Linked DNA regions of Mus musculus: region 2 is linked to region 1. A link is a contact called in public HiChIP or PLAC-seq data. All regions are on one chromosome and are shown on one strand. Each heading gives the region's core, a stretch centred on a gene start, on an enhancer-like site or on the middle of the called end of the contact. The rest is flanking DNA. Distances are from core to core; before and after follow the strand shown. Region 1 overlaps Gucy2g (guanylate cyclase 2g). Region 2 overlaps Tcf7l2 (transcription factor 7 like 2, T cell specific, HMG box).

Region 1 (7,466 bases), core at 1,605-4,104:
GCACATGTGTACATGCACTTGAACACACACACACATGCACTCACACGAGCATGAATGGATGTACACACACCCCTGAGCACACACACTAAAACAGACCAAGATGGAACTGAAAGCATTTACACAGAGTTCCTCTGCAGATAGATAGTGAGGGACTAGGTCTAGGCTGAGACAAGGTTAGCTGGCTCCAGCCAGCCTCTGCTCTCCAGGAAAGCACATATCAGGAGAACTCTCATTTCTGCCAAGTACATCAGCCTGTCTGAATGACTCTCAGACAGGTGGCTCCCATTCTGTTTTTCCACAGCCGCTTTCCCATGTCCTTGTTGAAGCTCACACAGGCCTGTAGAGGCTGTTTCACTGGCCCATCAAACAGGTCCCAAGTTTGGCTCCTTCATAATGAAAAGGCCAAAGTACCACATACTTACCACAAGTACTAAGTGGATATTTGACCTATGCTGCTGCCAGGCAGACATCATTATCCTTCCAACTTTCTTTTTTTTTTTTTTTTTTTTTTTTAAAGATTTATTTATTTATTTATTATATGTAAGTACACTGTAGCTGTCTTCAGACACTCCAGAAGAGGGCATCAGATCTTGTTATGGATGGTTGTGAGCCACCATGTGGTTGCTGGGATTTGAACTCCGGACCTTTGGAAGAGCAGTCGGGTGCTCTTACCCACTGAGCCATCTCACCAGCCCATCCTTCCAACTTTCAAACCCAAGCCCTAGGTAAGGCCAGTGAGGTGCCTCGTCTACGATCTCAGCACTCCAAGTCACCCAGCTACTCTTTCAGAGTGAGTCTTTGTTTGCTTATTTGTTTTATCTTCTTTAATAGAATAAGAAATGGAGGCCCAGAGAGGTCAAATGACCTAGCCAAGGCGGCACACCTACTATGCGTGTGTGTTTTAGCCCAGGACCAGCCTCACTGCTTTAAGCACATCTAAAAGGGTCACGTGCCTTTGTTTCCCTGCACGTCTACAGGGTAGTTTCAGTCAGTGAGTTTTCCTTTCTAAGGTGAACTTGTTTTATATTCAGAAGGAACTAAAATGGATCAAAGTCAATGTAAAGAGAAACAATAATGACTACATTTCCTTTGTCAGGAAGTATTGGATGGTCAGACTGCCCCAGATTTCGCTGGGTGGCTGGAATCCTCCCCCTCTCTACTTCCCAGGGCACCCTCTTCCCTCGGCTTGTTATTATCAGTCCCTTCTTCGTGTTCCCCTCATCGCTGCTTGCAGGTAGATGGTGGGAGGAGCGGGTGGGACAGCGCTTACAGTTTGCAGAGAATCACTTCCTGCCCTTCCTTCTTCCTTGCGAAACTCTGATAGTTCCAACTGGTATAGAGTACAGGAAGAACATACAGTGGAGAGTACACCATGAAGGGTTCATACGTGATCACCCTGCTTCTTAAAACCATGCTGAAGTCCATTTGATAAAAAATGACTTTCAGTTAGGTTTACACTGTAAAAAAAAAAAAATCAAGCTGCAGAGGAACTGTATAATGTAATATCAGTTATGTAAAGCACACATGCCTTGTATGTGTACACACACATGCCTGTGTGCCCCTAGATATGCTGACACTAGGGAATTTGGGATCCAGTGATCACACTTGTCAGAGCAGATCGGCATCTAGATGCAACTGATGGTTATAAAGAGTGACACCGCAAAGCACAGTGGGACCAGGCGGTCCTAAATGTGCTCGGTTTGACAGTCTTTCCTGCTACTTATATAAGCTTAACATGTCTTAGCTGCTTGGTGCCTCCGTGTGTTTCTCCTTCTTTCTTCTCTGGCTGTGAACCTAGCATCGCAGAGCCTTCTGGGATGATTGTATTTCCACAAACTAGCACACGACAATTTAGGTTCCTTGATGCCTTGAATGTAATTGGGCTCCACGTGTCATTTCTTACAGCACGGTGACATTTATTTTGTTACATTTTAGGACAGTTTTTGGAAGGAAGTACTGACAAAGGACAAGGTGATACGCTTTCCCAAAGTCTATGAGTCGGTGTTTCTCATCGCACCCAGCGCCTATGGAGGAGGCATTGGAGATGACGGTTTCCGGAAGCAAGTCTCCCAAGAACTGAGGAGGCCACCCTTTCAAAGCTCCATCACCTCAGAGGACCAGGTCTGTGGGCAGCTTCTACACAGTCGATCAGACATTTTTCTTTCTTCTTCCTGCCTCTTCTCCTACAACTACACACACACACACACACTCATACATATACGCACACACACACATATATACATACATACATATGCACACACATTCACATACATTCATATGCATCCACATTCACACAGAGAAACATACACATATACACACTCATACACACCTAAATGTACACACACACATCCACATATTACATCACATATATACACAATCACACACATATACACACAGTCACACACATACTCATACACACATGCACACACACATACACATACTAAATCCACATACACATATAGTCACATACACACACACACACACACACACACACACACACACACACACACATCTTCCCTAGCCCAAAATAAACAGTAGTGTGATTTTTTTTGTGATGTTTGTACCCATGACCACAGAGGAGCCAGAGTTATGGGGTGGAAAGCTACTGGCCTTTGCTATTTACTAACTATGGAGTCTTTGAGTAAATTACCTAATTTCCTCATAGCCGGATTTCCTCAAACATGAACTGGACTCCTCCGTGGCGTCTCCCTTCCAAGCTGTGGCCTTGAGTGTCACACTACACTGTGTTGACACAGCAGAAAAGATGCCAACGGGAACCTCAGACTATGCTGATGGCCTTTGTCAGGACGATGACGAGACTATTAGTCAGAACGGAGCAGTCAAATGGGGAGTGGCAGAGGTCAGGCAAGCAGATAGGCTTTGTGAGGGAAGACAGTCATGAGAGGTCACGTCAGCCAGCAGGAACATGACTGTGTACAGAGGGAGAACAACATGGCAGAATTTACTGAGAATCCTGCCAAGAGAGGAAACTACTTCCACTCTGGGGCCAAGCTGAGACAATGAAGACAGAGGCTTGATGAGGAATGAGAGTCAGACTGTAAACCCGACTGTGATGATAGTGTGTGTGTGTACCTGTGTGTGCATACCTGTGTGTGCATGTGTGTTTATGTATGTGTGTACACATGTGTATATATGTGTATGCATGTGTGTGTGAGTGTGTGTATGTATATGTGTATTTATGTGTGTGAATGTTTAACATAGGTGTGTATGTGTGTATCTATGAGTTTGTGTGTATGTGTGTGAGTTTGTAATGTATGTGTGTGCATATATGGGTGTGTATGTATGTTTATGTGTGTCTGAATGTGTAATGTGTATATATGTGTGAGTGTATAATGTATGTGTGTGTATATGTGTATGTATATACAGGTATGAGTATGTATGTATGTGTGTATGTGTGTGTGTGTGTACGTGTGTGAGAAAGGATGGTTATTTATAGGGATCTCTCTGTTCCAGCTGCTGTAGGGGAAAGGTGGTTTTGTGTGTGTGTGTTTGTGGGGGTGTGTATGCGTGTATGCACGTGTGTTTTGTTGATTAAATCATCAGGTACTGAAGAACTACTGTGGGCATCTGCCTCATCCAGCCACACTCATGTTTCACGAATTGTTTCATCCCAGATTATAAATGAGTGAGCTGAGCCCACTCTACTCACTCTGCTCTCACAGCCAGACAAATGACAGACATTCTGGCTTCTGAGTCTTCCACCCAGGCCACATCCTCTTCCCACAAATAGCAGATAGCCTCTAGAGCCGTTCTTGGTCTGAGCATGTGATCCAATTAGAAAACAAGGGGCCACAAGGAAAGCTGAAGACTTGGACAGCTAGGTTTGCTATCATCCGGTGTGGGCGTGAGGTAGCTCCCTCCCTTCTCACACACACACTGGCGTGGGCTGGTCCTGTGCTCAGAGGATGGAAAATTATTTCTTCTAGCTGGGTGGCGGGAGCTCGGGGTGTGCGCACCTTGTTTGCTTCTCTTGTTGAAGGTGAGCCCGTACTCTGCCTACCTGCACGATGCTCTCTTACTCTACGCTCAGACTGTGGAGGAAATGAGGAAGGCTGAGAAAGACTTCCGGGATGGGCGGCAGCTGATTAGCACCCTGAGAGCTGGTCAGGTCACACTGCAGGGTAAGGTGGTCTTTGAGCTCAGGCTTCTTAGCCACATCCCTGTGGACTTGGAGATGATGAATGTCTGTCATAGTTTTCCTCAAAGGCCTGCCTCATTCTGTTAATGAATATTTATGATCGCATCACAATTCCAGTTTTCCATAGGGCATATGGGCTTAGAGCTTCCTGACTGCTTCAGGTTTCCCTGACCAGGGGATGAGGAGGCCCCTGAACCTCATCCTTGTTCTTATCTTCATCTCCCTGGGAACTCTCTCTCTCACACACAGCTTCTAATAATGCCCCCCACACCCAAAAGGGACTTGCCTTTAGTATATGTCTGAACAATAAGGAAGGCAGTGTAATATCACAGAAAGAAAAGGGCACCAGGCCTCAGAGCCCTGCACTGTGGGCCAACTCTGCCTCCCTTGGCTCTGGAAGAAAGACTTGGGACCCTGTGCCTCCAGGGCACATGCGATAGGGCTGAGTCACCCCTTTTCTAGGGCCACAGGGACATAGATCACAGGATCACAGGGCCAGGCACATAGAAGCTACTTTATACGTGACAATATTTTGTTCTGTCCTCAGTGGAACCTAACGCCAGGGCATGGCTTCTGGTTTGGGGTGTAGAACAGGTGTTCTTCCCTTTTCCGAAGTCTCTCCTTGATAACCAGAGTTTAGCATGTACCAAGCAGGTCGAGCAAACCTGCTGAAACTGAGCACCCTGTCAAAAGCTTCAGCACCCACCACAGTCAGAAGGAAGGGCCCAGACCTTTACAATCCTCTGTCTCAGGGATGCTTAGAGGTGAGTAGCCAGCACGGCAGGGACCAGAGAGGCAGCTGTCTCTCCTTCATCCCCAGCCAGCTGCTGCCCTCTGGCCATTCAGCTTCCAGTACATTTTCTAATTTCATGGGAAGCAGTTTTGGATGAAATGCAGGCAAGCTGGCTTAATTTTGAGCATTTGGTTTTTTTTTCTTCTTGACATTGGATGAGCCTTGAATTTGGAGCTAAAGAGGTCCACCTGCCTTCCCAGTGTAACTCCCACTTCTGAGACATCTTCTGTCCATTGGTGTTCGTATTGACCCTAGCTCAGGTTCTGTGAAATGGCAAAGCCTTGCATCATGTTTGATGGGATGGGCTGCCGCGTTCAGCTGTGAGAGCCACATTACTCTCACCTGGTATAACCTCTCTTTCCAGGAATCACCGGTCCTGTGCTTTTGGACTCCCAGGGGAAAAGGCACGTGGATTACTCCGTCTATGCTCTGCAGGAATCTGGAAACAGGTCCCTCTTCCTTCCCTTTCTTCATTATGACAGTTTTCAGAAAGTAATCAGGTACTGCTGGTCACTTCTGTAAGATTAATTATGTTGTCCGTGGGGGGAACCAGAAGTCTGGGATCTAGTTCTAACATTCTTCTAGTCAGTCTATTCACTCAGGAATGTCCAAGTCATGGCCTGTGGGCTGCACATATTTCAGGATAATTATAAATGCAACCTAACATAATCTTGTAAACTCACGTGAAGCCTGAGGTATTTTCTGGTATATATGTACACGCAAACACACACAAACTCAGTTCTCAGGCATGGGTTTTGTAGATGACATCATCGTGTTATAGTGTCAGAGCCTTCTGAACTCACAAAGGTCAACTTTGGGAGTTTTGCTCAGATTGTGGGTATGGTTCTTTTCAGGGTCCCTGGGGGAGGAGGGCGCCCAGGAGCACAGCATCCCAAGTACACCTCCAGAGGGGCTTTACCCTCTTTGATGCCCCAGCTGGATCCCATCTCCAATGGGGCCCAGAAGAAGCTCTGAGCTCCCCAAGGCAGTGAATGACAGCGTCACCTTCGGCCCAAGTCCACATTCAGTAAAACCACTTGCCTATAAAGTGTGACTCCCAGAAGCTCATGTGGACATCAGGACCTTGTGCTGTTCTGAGTTCCCAGTACTAGGAATTCCCACAAAAATTTTTGGTTTTGTTTTTCTCAGCTACAAACCAACGAGGAGGTAAAAAGAAAAGCTAGGGTTTAATTCAGTGTCCACCCGCTCCCATTTCTACTAACTCAGATTCCATGGGAGACATTTTCCCTCCCTTATTCTTTGGGAAAAGGAAGTCTCAGAATGGGTTGGCATAAAGCACAAAATAACTATAAGAACCAGTCCTGAGTATGCTAGGAAGGGGCACATTCCATGTAGGGGGTAGCGTTTGGCCTGTGAACCATCAAGATGCTTGCTATGCAATAAAATCTGTTTGTGTCAAACATGGCTGACACTTGCAGCATTGGCACACGATCCTTTAAGTCAAAAGAGACGTGGTTTAAATTACAGACTGGAAGATATTCTACCTGGAAGAAAAGGAGGCATAGCCTTCTTTATATTACATGATAGTAATGGAGGCCTGAAGTCTGAAGAGTCTAAGGGAGTTAGAAAACCACCTACCAAGTCACCAGAGGGTTGAATTAAGGGACTGAGGCCCACTTGCTGGTTGTGTTTATTTGTTTGTTTGTTTATATTTATTCATCTCTGTGTGTGCATTCATCCATGTATGCACAGGGTGGGGCATGTGTATGTCATGGCATGCATGTGAGCTACAAGGACAACACTGGGGAGTTGGTTCTGGCTTTCCATCCTGTGAGCTCCAAGGATATAACTGGGTCACTGGGCTTCAGAGCAAGTGTCTTTACCCACGGAGACATCTCTCCAGATACTGGTTTGAATGTTTGTTTTTTATGTATGTCTCATGTTACACATGGGGTGAAGACAGGTGGAACAAACGCACTCCACGCTGACCTTTGTCTTCTCTGTTTTAAAGACCCTGGAGGAATGACTCGAACACCTCATGGCCCCATGGCTCCCTTCCTGAGTATAAACCTGGCTGTGGATTTCATAACGACCTTTGCAAAACGAAGCCACCCACTGTAGCAGGCAAGCATGGCAGCTCAGAGAAGGTAGTGGCGAGAGTTTCACAGCGGCGCTCTTTGGGGCAGAAGAGTTTTCTGTGTGAGACTGTCCTGTGCTTTGTGGATGGTGAATAGCAGCAACCCTCTAGTTAGAACTGAAAGTGTTTGCAGACACCATCAATACCTCCTAGGGGCACCATTGCCTGCCTTCCGTGTTAAGAGCCATCGCTATAAGGAACCTTGGCTCCTGAGATTTGAGTCATATAAGTTCCTTCTGGGAGGCGGAAGTATTCTGGGTAGGAGGATGTGGCTAAATGGTTAGAACATGCCTGGAGGACAACATAATAGAGAGTGCATAGGAACTATTCAGCAAAAGTGTTAGGAATCAGTGCTGTGTTCTTACTGTAGAAGTCTCTATTAACAAAGGGATGGCTAGAGTTGTCATGGTAGCGAG
Region 2 (6,765 bases), core at 2,765-5,264, 630 kb before region 1:
TAGGGCTGAGCTACATTTTCATTTAATTTTATCACTATTATTTTTTAGCTAAATGCTTGATAACCTGGAGTTATAACACAGGGATTTATATAAATTAACATACACACACACACACACACACACACACACACACACACAAGCGCGTCTTCCCTTCTAATATATACTGTGAATAAACATTCATTTTTCATATATGGCTGAAATATAAAGAACTAGGGAAATTAAGTAATATCTATATTCGTTTTAAATGACGAACAAGCAAAAATAAGGCTGGCTGTGCTGCCACGCTCTTTAGAAATCAGACACATAAGAAGCCACAGACTTATAGGATGTGGTCTAATAAACCTAAGAAAAGTTTCATTTCCTCTCTCTGCACTGGTCAACTCCCTGTCTCCACGGCTAGCTTTGCATACTGAGCCAAAGTGTCTTTCTCCTTTACATCTGTAGATCGAGAGGCTGGTGAGTGTAGTCCCTACTTTGGCCCTTTCTGAAAACACACATCAAAAAGTGAAATCAAAACAGGCCCAATGCTAGGCAAAGGGCAAGCCAACCAAGAGTAACAACAGAGACTGAAGCATCAGACCAAGTGTGCCATCTTGCGGATCTCCAGACAGTGGACTAGAAGAAGTTTCGAGAGCCTCTGGAGAGGAAGGAAACGGGGAAGGATAGAGGGGTTCTGACAAAGAACGATTTAAGAAGTGTGTGTGCAAGTATTCAGTAGCCAAGGTGGTGACTCAGCAGTTACAGGAAGCCCCTCTTATCTGCAGGCAGTTATGCCGTGTCACACCCTATTACTGTCACTATTGTCGGTGCTAACAGCCACCATGCGGCAAGCTTGTGTGGCCAGCTTTGAGCTGTCCACAAATAGCTAACTAGGAAGACGTGACTCAAGCCTGCCCAGGTGGCTATTGACTTTCTTAGTCATATTTACTCAACCCATCTATCTACAGGATTCTCTCAATTGAGGAAGAGATAGATGGCAAAGGTTAAGACCTCAACCCAGTAACAAGGAGGAGGCCAAGTGTGCTGATCGCAGATGAGGTGGAAGATCTCCTAAGTGGGGCACTTACTGCAGAATCAAAGTGTCTCCCAGCTCCCAAGAATGCATGGTGGCAAACGGGACCAAAGGTGCTCTCCTTCTAGTAGGTCGGAATACACGAGACCGTGAATAAGAGCACAATTGTTATGGGCCACATTTTATGGTGTCCTCTCTCTAGCAGTGTGATCTTAAGTGGCCTCATGACTCAGCTCTGTTGAGCACACCAGCTCTCTCACCATGCACTGGTTGTGTGTATCGCCAATGGGATAGGGAAACTGAGGCAGAGAGCAGCTTGGTAACACACTCGTTTGTGCCATCTTTGTGTCTGGCCTATTCACAATCTGTGGGTTTATTCTTCATCTGGAAATGTGGTTTTCTGGTCCTCCCTGGGAGATGTTTTCTGTCCTGAGGACAAGCAGAAGAATGTTCAAGGTCACTGGCGCCAGGATTCTAATCAGCTCCTGCAAATCTTGAGCTATAAGGAAGAGAGAGACCCAGTCTTTCTGTTTCCATTTCCTTATATCAAATAGGGCACCTGGTTCTCCTTTATCCATGTCTCAACTCTGACCAAAGGTTAACTAGTTACCTTGTGCAAAAGCCTGGTGGGCTAGCCTTATCTGCCAGATCTGGTGGGGTAGCCTTATACTCCATAGTCAGAATGAACTGATATGGTTTGAAAAAGCTGGTCTGCCAGAATCTGCTAAGAAAAGCTCTCACCAGGACACAGCCACTGCAGAGTGGGGACCACAAAGCCCTGCCATGCTGAAGCCAGTTACACACCTACACATACCACACATACACACACACACACACCAGGTAATCACAGTGTAAGGATGGTCCAATCACAGGCACAGCAGAGGCAAGGTAGCAGAAGAAGTGCAAAACACCCCAGAAAAACATCTGCTTTAGCCCCACTTGGATGAAGGGTAATGGGTTGGACCACTGACATTCCAAAGAACACCACCTTAGGATCTTAGTAACGCACGCTATAACAAAGAAAAGCATCCCATGGCGTCATGGCAGGTGAGAAGGAAGCACAAAGCCACGTTAATGCCAATATTAATGCTTTTAAAGTTTATGAACATGAATGGATAACTCATCAGAAAGGAGATGGCCAACAGTTCACGCAAAGGTCTGGGCGTGACTTGCCTTCGCCACGGTTCTCTACATCTCTCTGGTTCTCCTAAGTGGCTGTTTACTGTTTCTGAAGTGGAACAAGGGTTTAAACATGATCTCTTCCACAGTATCCCTCTCTAGAGGGAATCCGCGTGCATGCTCCATATCCACTGGAGAAACCCTGTTTCCTAAAAAACAGCATCCTCTAGCATACAGCAGACACTCAGCACCTAGTAGGGACACAATCATTGGTTTAAAAGACTACACTAATTGGCTTGTGAATATTCATGAAAACCAAAACATCATCTTCTATCTAAATCTAAGAGTTACTTTAATTTTTTTTTTTTTAAAGTCTGCATTGATGTTTGCTTTCCTGAAGATAAAAGAATGTTCTGGGCATTCTTTATTCTTGGGACTACTAATTTGAAGAGAGCTGTCACGCGGGAGCATGGAGTCGTGTGGGGTATTGACATGGCATTGAATTATTTAAAGGAAATTAACAATGCTTCCTGTCCTTGGAGAACAACATCTGTGAGAAGAGTCATTGGGCTGTGCTTGCCTCTGCTAGTCAGGGATCTTGTGCGGGGCGGGAGGCCTTCCTCAGCACCCTGAATTTGAAAAGAAAATCTATACTATAGACTGCTAATTGCTAGTAGCAATGGCAAAGTTGAGGTGATAGCTTCCCTTCCAGCAGGAGCCATAAAGAGCCCAGGAAATTACTTTCTAGGTTCAAGTTTAATGGAATAGTGTGCGTTCTCGCGTGTGACGCTGAGTCACGTGGCCTTTACGGGCCAGCTGGGCATCAAGCATTCACTTGAGCGCCAGCCCCACCCTCTTCTTGTAAAGTGGTGACTTTATGGCTCTGATTTCCCTAGCGGTGGTCAGCACGGCCAGACAGTATGGCACCTGGAATGAGAATAACCCGAGGAGAATTCAGGGATGGAGGTGGATGCGTGGGCCCTGCCCTCATGAGAGGTAAACTTTGGATGGGCGGCTTCAGTTCAGAGCTGGCTTGCTTCATACCGTCATTCTGCTCCAAGACCTACCTCCAGATACCAGGGCTCCCCAACCTTTTGTAAGGAGTGGCTGCTTTTCGTGTCCCTGAAGACTTGCGTGCTGACAGTGAAGTCTGAGGGGGTGTAGAAGTGCGGACAGGCATGGCCCTGAGTGCAGCAAGGGAGGGGGCTCTGCTGCCAGGAAGAAAGGGGGACAGGGTGAGGCTTGAGGAGAGAGGGCCGAGTCACCAAGGCATACCCAGAATTCTCCACACCTCCCTGCCATGCAGATGGGGTCCCTGAGGGACATCTCAAACGCGACTTCCTCATGCAGAGTTCCTACGATGCCCCTTCCCGCCATCCCCATCCCTAACCACACCGTTCCCCCGATGAATATGGTTGCTCCTTCTTCTAAGCAACCAGCCAGCCACTTATCTGTGCCTTCTCTCAACTTACCTTACTGAAGCTTCTATTAGGATAAACTTAACGGGGTTGCTGGTGTTTACACCTCACAGAAACATACCTATGTATGACTGCCCTCACCCTTGAGCTGTCGGGGCTCCAGTCTTAACCTCCACGCCCCCCTTGGCTCCCTTAGACTATAGCCTTCTGAGAGAAGCCACAATAGCGACTTCATGGATCATGCCGTGCACACCCCATGTGTTCTCGAAGCATGCTCAAAGGAGGTTTGCTCAACAGGTATCTGATCCCAAAAGTGTCAGGGTAAGAACTGCCTTCTCCATCCAGGCCCCTAGAAAGGGCTGAGCTGGCTACTCCTTTAATTCTCACAACCTCCACAGGAAGTAAGAGTGTTCTGCCTATTTCACAGAGGAGGAAGCTGACTCAGAGACGTTAAGGAGCATGCCCAAGGTCACACAGCTAGTAAACGGTAGAGGGACAGAATGGACTGTTTAGTCAACTCTGGCAAATGGCTGCTGTGTAGACCTACACACCTAGTCAGAGGTTCCATACAGCCCCATTAACAGGGTAGAGAATTTAGAGGGAGTATTTAGAGGTGTGAAGAACAGTTTAGAGGTTCAGAGTGGGCTACTTCAAAAGGACAAAAGACATTCCAACTTTCTCAAGCTTGGCTGTTGGTCGGCTGGTACTCCTGGGGATTGAACCCAGGGACCTGTACATGCTAAGCAAGAGCTCTGCCCCTGGGGTATATCCCCAGCATGAGAGGGAACAAGAGAAGGAAGAAGGTGACTGTATCTTTTAACAATCCTGCAAAAGATGGACTGGGTAGACTTGTCCACCCCAGATGACTATGGATAATTCTGAAAGGTAAATCAAGAAAAACAAAGGAGAGATCGAGAAGCCACAACCCTAGAGCGGCCTACATGGCCATCGGAACACCATCCTTCCCTGTGTTCTGTTGGGTATAATAACCATCCACAGGCAAACGGAGCTTCCCAGGTGACAAAGGGCAGCCAACTGCTGGAAGCTTGGGGGCCTGTCTAGGAAAGGCAGCTAAGGGCCAGCAAGGGCACTGGCTTGCTACTATGCAGTAAGTATGTGTGCATCTGGAAGTAGGACCTTCACAGTACTCACTGGTAAACAGTGAATCATAGACGTTTCAGCTGGCCTGGAGGATCAGCCCGGCTTTAGTGACAGTGCTTGCATTTAGCTTTGTCAACAGCCCTGCCCCACCTGAGTGCTGCATTCAAGGGAAGCACAAGGAACAGCACCAGTTGTTTTGGGAGGAGCCCAGCAACATGAGGGCTTACAGCTTATCTCCCCACTTTGTTGGACTAACAAAGCTACTATCACAAGAAGCAAGACTCCCAGGAGCAAGTGGCTGGGGAAGGGAGCTTGGAGCTATTCAGTGAGCAAGGGCTGCCTTTAAGTACAGTCTCTGTTACATTCTGTAGAAGCTTACTCCTTACCTATCCACTTACAGGGCCTGTACTACACCACACACAGAGAGAAACACACACACACACAGTGTGTGTGTGCATTCACATGCTTACAACCCTGGATATCTTTCCTTCCATGCTTAGGAGCTAGGGAACCTCGGAGCCAAATTTGGCAGTCACGTTCCTTCTGTTTGATGAGGGAACTGCTTTGAACTTGAAGGGCTCACCTTACCCTACTTTACCTAATAGGCTTACCCCAGCTTCTCCTTGTAAGGTCTTTAAGATATTCGTTTCTAGTATTTCCATAGAATAGAAGAACTTATAAACCCCGTAAAAATTTTAGGAGATAGACATCTTATAAAACTTTGGACATAGACATGGATATAAAGGGAAGGGAGGGTTTTGTAGGTGAGGGCCACGAAGCTCAAGCAGGCACTAAGAACGATGGAGTGGGAGCAGCAGAGTTCTGAGCTCCATAGCCTTTTCTGGGTTTCCCAGCAATAAAATCTTAAATTATTTAGGAGACACTGACCTGACTCTATGACGCTATCAGCTTAGCTAAGTGGAGTGTGCTGCTTCCCCCAGCTTGAGGAGTAGGCAGGTTTTTTTAGGTATATACCCACGCCCCCACACTGCAACCTCTTAACATAGATGCCAATTCAAAATCAAGGTCACAGACATGAAGGGGCAAAGGTAAGATCTTCTTGGACTTGAATAAACTTCCATGAGTGAAGTCAACTTGGAGGACAGCAGAGCAAAGAGCTCCTGGGAAACAATCCTGAACCACGGGGCCCCTGGATCCAGCCACGGGGTCCATCTCCTTCTCCTGTCCTTGCCAGTTATAGATCTGCACATTCATTTTCTCAGGCTAGTTTGCATGAGGGATGAAGAGAGGCAGTAACTGGGTGCAGAGCGCTGCAGTCATCGTAGACTGAGCTCAAGCACTACAGTCATCATAGAATGAGCTCAGAGCACTGCAGTCATTGTAGACTGAGTTCAAGCACTGTAGTCGTTGTAGACTGAGCTCAGAGCAGCAGTCATTATAGACTGAGTTCAAGCACTTCAGACATCGTAGACCAAGCTCAGGAACTGGCTGCACTTCTAAGCAGTGCAGTAGAAGAAAAAGAGGAATGTTCTTTAGAAAACTGAACTCCCTTCTCCTGCATGAGGTTGGAGAGGCACTTGAGATTTGTCCAGTCTCTACCAGCCACACACTGGGTAGAGCTGCCCTGCCCCCTGCTCTCCTCTAGAGTTCCCATCACAGCCACAGCAGCACTGGCCAAGCAGAATAAGTGGACCTGGGAGATGGGAGCTACATATCCTCGGCAGGGTCCCTGGCTTTTGGAAACACTGCTGGATGCAGGTGGGCTTCTGGAGGAGGTATCTTCCAGAGAAGGGAGACTAAACTAAAAGGATATGGCATGGTGATAAAGAAGGCAGACTAGAGGAGGAGGAGACGATGGGTCAGATGCTTAACACCTAAGGGCACGGTGTGTTAGCCAGATCTATAAACAGCTGCCGGAAACATAATCAAAGTGTGCTACCCACAAAGTCCACCGAATTTGCATATTCCACTATCGTACTTCCTTGTGAGCTTCCTATCTCCTTCCACAAGGTGCTGGGTGATAGTCAAACTCATGTGATAGGATGGAAGCCAGCAAGTTAAAACACGCACATGTGTACACACACACACACACACACACACACACACACACACACACACACACACGGAAACACAGAAAAACAAGAGTTGGAAAAC

Evidence for each region. HiChIP or PLAC-seq counts read pairs in DNA pulled down with a chosen protein or histone mark.
Region 2: a contact with region 1 is called in a FOXA1 HiChIP or PLAC-seq map of pancreatic cancer cells. The contact joins two enhancer-like sites. A contact is called at or near these places in 2 of 115 datasets of contacts at active chromatin or transcription factors (extraembryonic endoderm stem cells and pancreatic cancer cells).

Annotation. Positions count from the first base shown.
Region 1 is chr19:55,227,694-55,235,159 of GRCm38.p6, reverse strand. It overlaps Gucy2g (guanylate cyclase 2g), which reads left to right. Exons shown (of 21, transcript NM_001081076.3): 4 at 1,936-2,121; 5 at 4,001-4,142; 6 at 5,317-5,452; 7 at 6,925-7,037. Among named protein-coding and RNA genes, the nearest start is that of Gucy2g, 9.8 kb to the left of the region's middle. Within about 2 kb of position 2,854, at least 110 of the 459 cell types and tissues checked have an H3K27ac peak or open chromatin away from gene starts, as enhancers often do. A contact at or near this core is called in pancreatic cancer cells, where this site is marked.
Region 2 is chr19:55,859,995-55,866,759 of GRCm38.p6, reverse strand. All of the region lies in intron 5 of Tcf7l2 (transcription factor 7 like 2, T cell specific, HMG box), which reads right to left. Among named protein-coding and RNA genes, the nearest start is that of Gm52391, 75 kb to the left of the region's middle. Within about 2 kb of position 4,014, at least 41 of the 459 cell types and tissues checked have an H3K27ac peak or open chromatin away from gene starts, as enhancers often do. A contact at or near this core is called in pancreatic cancer cells, where this site is marked.